Linked DNA regions of Oryctolagus cuniculus: region 2 is linked to region 1. Evidence: chromatin contacts called from public Hi-C data. All regions are on one chromosome and are shown on one strand. The core of a region is the stretch at or near the end of the contact, and the rest is flanking DNA. Distances in the headings are between cores, read along the strand shown.

The links. A called contact is a pair of places that touch in the nucleus more often than the background predicts.
Region 2: a contact with region 1 is called in a Hi-C map of an unstated tissue, with 6 times the contacts expected there. The contact joins two enhancer-like sites. A contact is called at or near these places in 2 of 6 Hi-C or Micro-C datasets (ear pinna and an unstated tissue).

What each region holds. Positions count from the first base shown.
Region 1 is chr4:159,783,260-159,788,459 of mOryCun1.1, forward strand. It overlaps UBE2E1 (ubiquitin conjugating enzyme E2 E1), which reads left to right. Exons shown (of 5, transcript XM_070072859.1): 3 at 3,477-3,609; 4 at 4,866-5,013. Among named protein-coding and RNA genes, the nearest start is that of RPL15, 48 kb to the right of the region's middle. Within about 2 kb of position 2,357, at least 1 of the 8 cell types and tissues checked has an H3K27ac peak or open chromatin away from gene starts, as enhancers often do.
Region 2 is chr4:159,902,807-159,908,006 of mOryCun1.1, forward strand. It overlaps NR1D2 (nuclear receptor subfamily 1 group D member 2), which reads left to right. Exons shown (of 8, transcript XM_051858875.2): 8 at 4,929-5,200. The coding sequence ends at 5,125. Among named protein-coding and RNA genes, the nearest start is that of NR1D2, 30 kb to the left of the region's middle. Within about 2 kb of position 3,230, at least 3 of the 8 cell types and tissues checked have an H3K27ac peak or open chromatin away from gene starts, as enhancers often do.

The DNA.
Region 1 (5,200 bases), core at 1,107-3,606:
GTGAGGGCCCTCCCGTCCTAGAAACACACGATGGCTGGGGCTTGGACATCTCCTGTGAGGACATCCACGTTCCGTTCTGCCACTGACCCGAGCGTCACTGGCATTGCCCGCAGCCCACCCACTTGCTGGACTAGCTTATCCTGACTTTGCTAGGACAACTTAGAAGGGGAAAAAAAGATGAAAACTGTGGATGCCACTGTGTCATCGTTTTTGTTTTATTTTTCTCTATAAAATGCACATGCACTCCCCCAGTGACAGTGAATTCCTCAAACATTCAGGCAACAATGGGTGGTCTTTCTTAGGGGTTTCTCAGACCTTTCATGGTGATTGCTGAGACCCCAGGCCAGGGACACCCCCCCCCCCCCCGAGACTTTTCAGGGTCTCTGTTATGTTCTTGATTATTGTAGCTACTCTGTGCACTTGTTTAGCAGAAATGTAACAACTTTTTCCTTATTATTAACTGTTGATTGGATTGTAATGTTCTTGATTGGATTCCTTGCGCCTTTTCTGAACCTTCAGGGAAGTGTGTACACACACAGAAGGCAGGCTGCAAAGCAGGAATCTTCATCTGGAGCTGTAGTTAGGACCGCAGGGGATGCACTGAGAATCTCAAAGCCCCTGTTCCTAACTGGTTCTCCCATTTCCAGCAGCCTGGACCCGTGGTTCCCAATGCAAATCAACTGTTTACCACTCAGCAGGGGGAGCTGTTTGAACGTGTAGATTTTGGGGTCCTGCTGTAGACATTCTAACTCATGCAGCCTGGGGAGTAATCTAAGAGTCTTCATTTTTAGTTATATAGATAATTTTGATGCACAGTGGAATTTGGGGACCCCGTTTTCTTTACAGTTCACATAATCTACTCAAGCCGGCACACTGTTGAGCACCTCTTCTCTGTTATTTAAGGGGCTGGGAGAAGTAGGCAAAGCTGATGTCACCTCTAGGTTAGACTAACCTCACTCTTGTTTCTCTAGGTCAGTCAGTCTCATAGCCTCATGGAGCCGGACCTGGCCAAAACAGTATGGCTTTAGCAGGCGCTGGGAATAGTGTCAGTACTACACTTTGAGGCCTGGTTCCTGGTCTGTAGAGAGGCGTTTAGAGTAGATGGAAGTATGGAGAGTTGAGAGTAGTAGCCTTTTACCTTTGTCTTCCTGACTAGGTAAGAGATTACTCATCTTGTCCTGCACCTGTGTGTCAGTGTTACCTTCCTCTTCTCAGTCCACATCTCAGCCAGCTGCAGTCTGGTGAAGTCACAGCCATTACTGGCCAGCGTCTGCAGAGTCTGCCTGTTCTAGTAAGGCTATACCATCAGCTGGTGGCTTACAAGCAGCAGAAATGTATCAGTTCCCGAGGGGGGAATCTAAAGCCATGGTGCTGCTGTGTCTGGCCAGGGCCTGCGTCCGAGTGCCCATCCAGTGTCTGCTTGCTGTGCCCTCACTTGATGGAAGAAAGCTGGGAGGGGGGGGTCTCTTAGGACACTGATCCCGTTCATGAAGATGTCATTGATGAGCCCCAGTGGCCCACCTCCTCCCAACAGCATCACATTAGAGCAACTCAAACACGTGGGCGGGTAGGTTTTAAGTGACCAGGGACCAGGTCTGCTCCCGGGAGATGAAGCAGCAGGAATCGGAGCCTTTCACTGGCAGGGTTACTGCGCGTTCTTAGAGGGACAGAGGGCTAAGAGCGCTCCCTGCATTGCACCCGGTGAAAATCACAGTCCACTGCCAAGTACACGCACCTGTGACTCCATAGTGTCGGCAGTGGTAAGTGATCTCCCCGTGTGCTCATGTGTTCAGTTGAAGACAAGTTTTTCATAGTTCTTGGGAACACCCATCGCGGAGTTTAAAGGGCCATATCGTCAGAGCCAATGGGAATCATTACCAGTGCTGCTCGCTGCCACGGGCTCCACAGGGCTCTTCCTCAGTTACTTAATTCCTAAGCCATTCCTGTGAGGCAGGTGTGTGAACGTGGGTTTAGGGCGACAGTGGGCTCTCGGGCACACACAGCTAACTCACTGCCTGTGCCCACTCCCCGTCGGGGCCTTTTCTTCACCCATGACTCCTCCCCAAGTCCTGCTTCCCTGGGTTTTTGTAAGCACGTTCCCATAACCTGTGTTTAGCTGTGGCTACTCCTACCCCATGGTGGAGCTGGGGAAAGCAGAGCTCACCTGTAGCCTTCTTACTCCTCTACTCCTCATCTCCTCTCTCTTAAATGAAGGTGTCAAAACCGGCTCTTGTCCAGTGTCAAAACCCCTCACCCGCCTAGCACACAGCTTTCCGTTCATGGTCATTGAGAGAGCCGTGCTGCCTGCCCCGCAGGAGTGGGGCGAGTGTTGGCTGGGTTTCTGCCATCCTCTCCGCGCACACAGCACTGCTCTGGGAGCAGTTCCAGGTGCGTCGGGCACTCTGTCACCGCCCCTGCTCAGCCGTGCTGTGGGGAGGCAGCCCGCTTCCTGAGAGTTTCGTCCTTTCCCCCTTCACTTTTTAGGACCATAGTACTGCACTTACTGGTTTGGGAAGCTAAATTAAGCTCTTCAATAATTTCTAGAATTAGGATAAAATTTGTTAAAACTTCATATATGTGGGAGGTGGGTTGTTTGGCGTGGCGGTTGAGCTGCTACGTGGGATGCACACATTCCGTGTCAGAGTGGGTCTGAGTCCCCACTCGGCTCAGCTTCCTGTAGTCCCTGGGGAAGCAGCAGGTGAAGGCGCAAGACCCTGGGCCCCTGCCGCCCGTGTGGAGACCTGGACTGACCTTGCAGCTCAGCCCTGGCTGTGGTGAGCAGGTGGGGAGGAACCAGCAGAATGAAGGCGTCTGTCAAATCTTTAAAAAATTACATATACGCTTCAGTACAAAGTGCCCTGGAAGCCAAGAGAATGCTGTGGAAGGGTTCTGTGGTCAGAGCGTGGTGTAACCAAGAGTAACAGACATTAGTGTCCTCACCGTAATAGAGAACCCAGTAACAGGATTTGATCTTGAAATTAAAACTGGATAACTTGCCATCATTCTCTTCCCACCCAGCATAGTTTTGGTTTATGAGAAAAAAGCGTGGCCGTCTTTTGGATCTTTTTAGGGTAAGATTATTGAGATACAAGAGCGAGGGAGGAAAACAGCCAGTGTGTCAGAAAACGAAACTTTTGCGCTTCAAACTGCTGTCGTTTGTCTGTATGTGCTAAGGTGTTTAAGTATTTACACTTTGTTCTGTGGCAAGGAGAGGTTTGAGAATTGAGTAACATTTCCTGCTTATTAAGAGCTAAGTAAACTTGGAATGACTTTAACATTCTTGAATCATCCAGTTGACTTGCCCCGAGGCTGATGTTTGCTATAGTTTCTGCATCAGAAAGATACTTCTGTTTTCTGAAGAAAAGTTACACATTTGATAGAAAGGTGGGGGAGGGGGTTCTCGCTCCCCTTTTTTGATACAGTATGAGAGTCGGGTGATGCCACCGTCTGCTTAGCTGTTGATGTGTTCTTTTCAGCGCTGGCCCCAAAGGTGATAACATCTATGAGTGGAGATCCACCATTCTAGGGCCTCCAGGATCTGTGTACGAAGGTGGCGTCTTCTTTCTCGATATTACTTTTACACCAGAATATCCCTTCAAGCCTCCCAAGGTAAGGAATTCCCCTGATTTATGTTAGATTTGCTAGTTCCCATAGGAGCCTAGTGAGGGTTTTCTCAGGGTAACTGTTAAGCACAAAAACTCAGTGGGGGGGGGGGGCAGGCTTTGTGGCCCAGTGCATCAAGCTACCACCCGGAGTGCCCACATCCCATACACCAGTGTCACTTCTGGCTACTGTTTCTATTTTTAATATTTGTTTTATATGCAGGCTTTGTGGCCCAGTGCATCAAGCTACCACCCGGGGTGCCCACATCCCATACACCAGTGTCACTTCTGGCTACTGTTTCTATTTTTAATATTTGTTTTATATATTTGAGAGAGAGACAGAGCTCTTCCATCCACTGGTTCACTCCCCAAATGCCTGCAACCACCCAGGCTGGGCCAAAGCTGAGGTCTGGGTGGTGGACCCAGGTCTCCCATGTGTGTGGCAGAGCGCCAATGACCTGAGCCATCGCCACTGCCACCCAGGGTCCGCATTTGCAGGGAGCCGGAGCCCGGAAGTGACCCAGGCACTGCTGTCATGGAGACGAGCATCTCAACTGCTGGGCTAAAAAGCCAGCCTCTGGTCATTTTTACTTTGGTCTCCTGATTTTTATTTGTGGAAATACATGATGTGCACCAATTAAAATAACTCCTGCTTCTGTGGCTCATGCTGACTGGTCCTTGCCCACACTGGGCTTCCCACTCATGGAGACCCCTCTATAAATCCTGGGGTTCTGGTAGACAGGGTGGCTGGGGGAACTGGTGTAACGCAAATCCTGAAGAGCTTTTTGGTTGTGTAGCCACTGCCTACTAAGCATTCTATCACATGCAGACTATGTTGTACCTCAGGTTTTATGAGGTATTGAAGATTGTGTAGTACTACCAGCTAACACAAGAGGTCAGCAAACAATTAGCTATTCATGCTTCAAAATGCTAATATTTAAACAGTAACCTTGCTGAAGATGAACTCAGGAGGGTACCGAACTTTTAGCTTTTTGAAGACATTACTTTTAAAATTGACAATTCCTGACACAGGACCAATGAACATTTAAAACTATATTAACTTTCCGTTTATTAGAGAGAGATTTTCCATCTGTTGGTTTGCTTCCCAAACGTGCGAACCTGCCAGAGTGCACTCTGCCAGGCTGAGACCCCACCTGGCCTCCCGCATGGGTGGCTTGGGTGCATTCGCAGGACCAGGCACCCCAAACAGCAGTCCCACAGTGTTATTCCTAAACAGTTGCTATTGTTTGACTTTTCTTTTAGGTTACATTTCGGACAAGAATCTATCACTGTAATATTAACAGTCAAGGAGTTATTTGCTTGGACATATTGAAAGATAATTGGAGTCCAGCACTAACTATTTCTAAAGTCCTCCTTTCCATCTGCTCACTTCTTACAGACTGTAATCCTGGTAAGGTTAACAATTCTCTACCTTGTTTTATTTTTCCTCACCTGAAAAAGACAAAAATGAAATTGCTTTTCAGAGAAAGTTCTAATGGAGATGAGTTGGCAAAGGGAGCAACTTCACCATTGTCTAGTATGTTCTAGGACAAAGTATTTTAAACTGAAGAGTCTAGTCTGTCCTAACCTCACCTGGC
Region 2 (5,200 bases), core at 1,980-4,479, 120 kb after region 1:
CACTTAACAGTGACTTGCTATTTTTAAAGCAGTACCTAGCCAGGAAAATAAAATTCAGAGCCACAGAAGAGTACAAAATGAGAAGTATCCACTTCGTCTACTCCCAGCCTGGGTTACTAACTAGATTAGTAGATAGAACTGATAAGTAAAGTGCGCTTACTTCTCCCTCTCAACTTTTGTTTTACTTTCTCAGTGGTTTGTTTTATATATGATTTTAAGTTACAGTCTTTGATTCTTCACATTTATGTAGTAATCTCTCTTGAACAGTTAGGTAGAACTTCTCATTAATGAAAGAGATAGCACCTTTCTTGCACTGTACCCAGGCTGCTTTTGTTACCATTGCTTGTGTGTGAACAAGAAGTAACACATTGGGGCAGGACTATGGCCTAGAGGTTAAGACACCTGCATCTCATATCAGAGTGCCCGGATTTGATTCTTGGCTCTGCTTCTGATTCCAGCTCACTGCTAAAGCACACCTTGGGAGCCAGCAGCCAGTGGATCAGTGGTTAAGCCCTTGCTACTTATGTGGGAAACCCAGATGGCATTCCGAGCTCCTGGCATTTATCTGACCTGGCCCAGCCTCGTCTGTGGGCATTTGAGGAGTGAACCAGTGGATGGGGACTTTCTGTCTCTTTATCTGCCTCTCAAATAAATAGAATCATTAAAAAAGTTAAAACATTTATATTCTGGTATATTACCTATTGTTTCTCATGCTTCACTTATCAGTTGATTCTTGAAGTAGAAAAGTCAAAAAGTGTGGGGCCAGTGTTGTGGCCCAGTGCTAAAGCCATTGCTTGTGACGCTGACGTCCCATATCAGAGCCCAGCTCGAGGCCTGGCTGCTCTGCTGCTGGTCCAGCTTCCTGCTCATGTGCTTGGGAAGATAGATGATGCAGATAGATGATGGCCCAAGTGTTTGAGTCCCTGCCACCCATGTAGGAGACCAGAGTGGAGTTCTGGCTCCTGGCTTTGGCATGGCCCAGTCTTGGCTGTTGCAGCCATTTGGGGAGTGAGCCAGTGGATGGAAGATTTTTCTCTCTGTCACCCTTTCTTTTTTTCTTTCACTCTCTCTCCCTCTCCCCCTCTCTCCCTCCATATCTCCCTTCCTTTCTTTCTCACACCTTCCTTCTCTCCCTCAATCTCTTTCTCTTACTTTTTTTTTTTTAAATTTTTTAAAGATTTTATTTATTTATTTGAGAGGTAGAGTTAGAGAGAGGGAGAAACAAAGAGAAAGGTCTTCCATCTGCTGGTTCACACCTCAAATGGCTGCTATGGCTGGATCTGGGCTGATCCAAAGCCAGGAGCCAGGAGCTTCCTCCAAGTCTCCCTCGTGGGTGCAGGGGCCCCAGCACTTGGGCCGTCTTCCACTGCTCTCCAAGGCCATAGCCGAGAGCTGGATCTGAAAAGGAGCAGCGGGGACACAAACCATTGCCCATATTAGGTACTGGCACCACAGGTGGGGGCTTAGCCTACTATGCCTCAGAGCCAGCCCCTGTCACTCTGCCTTTCAAATCAATTAATCTTTGAAAAAAAGTTAAAGCACTTATAGGATCGTGTCCTTAGTGTTCCCACAGTGCGGTTGACTTAGTAGAACAGCTAATGTAAGGCTCTGTGGCCCGAACGGGGAGTGTTCTGTGCTTCAGGTAATACGCGGATTGCTTATTTCTTTTTTTATCAACTGCTTAGAACAAAGCAGTATTACTGTTTGCTTTATCTTTAAAACAGGTTTTTGTTTTCCTGAGAACTCTATAGTTGCCTTCTGTATTTTTTGTTTGATTATTTTCTACTTTTAGGGGAAGTTGTTAGGAGAAATGTCAGTTAATTTCTGCATGTCATTATCCTCACAACAGACCTCTGATGTGAACTAGATGTGAGCCATCTTCAGTAAGAGAGGGAAGGGGTTCGAGCGACAGAGGGGTTTCAGTAATTGGCTGAGCAGGTCCCCTGAGTCTGGCTACAGAGCCTTCCCACTGTACTGCTTGTTAACACAGTAGCTCTAGCTGCTAAAGGAGAGCGAAATCTCAACATGATATTTCCTGTGGGACTGGAAGACTCCTCATGCCACGGAAGGGGACTTGCACCTGGAAGGTAAGTTTTCCTCCTGGGTTGTATAGTGACAGCAGTCACTTCCAGTTGGAGTAGAGGCTGGCGTGTAGATGAGAGGTAAGGCTCGTCTGGATGAAGATTGCGCTTGCCTTCACAGCGGTTTGACCTAACCCCTGTGGGAAGGGAGAAGCTTCGGTGGGGAGCACAGACTTGAGAGTGGGATGAAGAACCAACGAAGGGAGGGGAAGCCACGTGGCTCGTAAACTCCTGCACGGGCAGTGGAGTCGCCCTTCCTGCATCGTTTAGTAAATGAGTTTCCCCTACGGCCTTGCATGCAGGTGCTTCAGGATCGGAAGATTGTGGCTTACGATCTAGCCAGATTTGTAATTGAATTCTTTGAAAGTCTTCATGACACCGTAACGACCTTGGATTTAGAAACTGAGAAAATTAGAAAAATTTAGTATCATCTACATTTTAGTTGTAGGCATCCATTTCCTGACGTCCTGAGTTGTATAAAGACGTGTAGATCATCTTAACCAATTCAGAAAGGGCCAGCTACCTAGCATGCCATTCCCCAGAAACAGCCCTCCCTGCTTAGCCCTGGACTCTGTTGTGGCGATCACGGTCATTCTGAGCTTGGTGTTACGGATTACTGATGATATGATCCAAAATGAAAGCTCCTTGCAGGAATTTTGGCTTGTTCTGTTCACAGCTGATTCCTAGCACCTGGAAGCATTATTGAAGGCTTTAAGTATTTTTGCAAAGATAATCCTTGTGATTGACCAAAGTCAAATGTAGAAAAGAGGCCTTTTGTCTAATAGTTTTGCCTGAAAAATCATGATCCTCAAACCAGTAACCAACATTCGGTTTTTCCTCCATAGAATTAGCACATAGTTGTAATAATAATGCAGGTTTTGTTAAATATAAGAAAGACCTATTTGTATCATTTTTTCTGTATTTACCCACACTCTTTTGCTGTTCAGTTTTAGTCCTTGTTTTAAACGCTTGCATTACAAATAGGCCTTTCAGTTTCCAGTCATGGCAAACGATCTCAGCATCTTTATAAACAACGAAAGGATAGGAGTGGCCAGAGGAGTTTGCTTCTGTGTAGAAAAGAAGTCTCCTGCTGGCATATTCCAACCTCCCTGAGCCGGAGCCCGAGGATTTCTAGTGCACTACTGCCTCCTGTGGTCGGGGAGGAAATAGCCCCTGCTGGAGAGAGCCGGGGCACTCAGCTCCAGGGCCCGACTCTGAGGTGCTTGACTGCAGGTTTATGCTAGATCACACTATACCAAAATGCATGCTGGGTAATAAAACTAGTGTACAGCTACGTGGTGTATTATTTATCTATTACTACACAACAAGCCACCCCAAAACTGAGTGGCTTAAAAGTGTCAACATTAATTTTAGGTTTTGAAGGCTGGGAAATTGGTGTGACTCAGCTGTCTACCTGTGGCTCAGGGTTTCTCAGAAGGTTGCAGCTGGGTTGTGGACATGGCTGTGGCCCTAGATGAAGGCTTGGGTCAGGAAGGATCCTCTTCTAGGCGTATATGGTTAGCGACAGGGTTCCTCTCCTTGCAGGGTGTTGGGCTGAGCACCTCACATCCTTGCTGGCTGTAGGGTGGAGATCACGCTCAGTCCCTCACCATGTGGGCTTCTCCATAGGGCAGCTCACAACGTGGCAGCTGGCTTTTCTCAGAGTGAATACCTAGGATGAAAGCCACAGCTTTTTGTTTTAAAAAAATATTTGGTAAAAAAAATTCAAAACATTGTAAGAAAATATTTATTGTCAATTTATTTGAAAGGCAGAGAGAGACAGAGATCTTCCATTCACTGGTTCACTCCCCCAGTGCTCCCAACAGCCAGAGCCAGGCCAGGCCAAAGCCAGGCGCCCTGAAGTTCAGCCAAGTCTCCCACATGCGTGGACCATCTCCTGCTGCCTCCCAGAGTGTGCAGTAGCAAGAAGCTGGATCAGAGGCTCAGGAGCTGGGATTTGAACATGACACTCCCAGATGGGATGCAGGTGTCCCAGATGGCAACTCAACTGCTGGCCCAAATGTCTGGCCCTTTTGGTGACCTGATTCAAGAAGTGACATCCTATCACTTCTGTTAGAAGTGAGTCAGGGTGATTATACAAGGGCATGAATATCAGGATGGAGAGGGCCATCATAGGCCATTTTATTTATTTTATTATTATTTTAAAGATTTATCTATTTATTTTAAAGTCAGAGTTATACAGAGAGAGAAGGAGAGACAGAGAGAGAGGTCTTCTTTCCAATGGTCCACTCCCCAATTGGCCGCAATGGCTGCAGATGGGCCGATTGAAGCCAGGAGCTTCTTCCAGGTCTCCCACATAGGTGCAGGGGCCCAAGCACTTGGGCCATCTTCTACTACTTTCCCAGGCCATAGCAGATCTGGATTGGAAGTGGAGCAGCTGGGACCTGAACCAACACCCCATGGGATGCTGGCATCGCAGGTGGCAGCTTTACCAGCTACACCACATTGCTGGCCCCCATCATAGGCCATTTTAAAGGCTGCCTGTCACACACAAGGGCATTGCAATGGGAATGTATTCCATGTGCAGAAAAAATACATTTCTGTGCTACATTATTTATTTTGCCAATTGTAAGCAATTGAAGTCAAAAGATAACATGTGGTCTTAAAAATTAGACTAATATTTGTGAAAAAAAATTCCTATCTATGTTACAATAAATAGAAAATTCGCTATTGAGATTTAAAAAATCTGTCAATTTGCTTTTGCCTTTGTTCCAATGTGTAAGACTTTGTATTGAATTCTTTAAGTAGATCGATGAGCAAGAGTTATATTTCATGTTGGTCACATGTGCTCTCCCTCATAATCCTGTATTGCTTACTTCCCATTAGATCGATCTGGAATAGAAAACGTCAACTCTGTGGAGGCTTTGCAGGAAACCCTTATCCGTGCACTAAGGACCTTAATAATGAAAAACCATCCAAATGAAGCCTCGATTTTTACAAAACTACTTCTAAAGTTGCCAGATCTTCGATCTTTAAACAACATGCACTCTGAGGAGCTCTTGGCCTTCAAAGTGCACCCTTAAGGCCTTCGTTTATTGGAACATGAACTGATGCTGACTGTACATTTGTGCTACAATGCTTATTTATACGTGTATGCC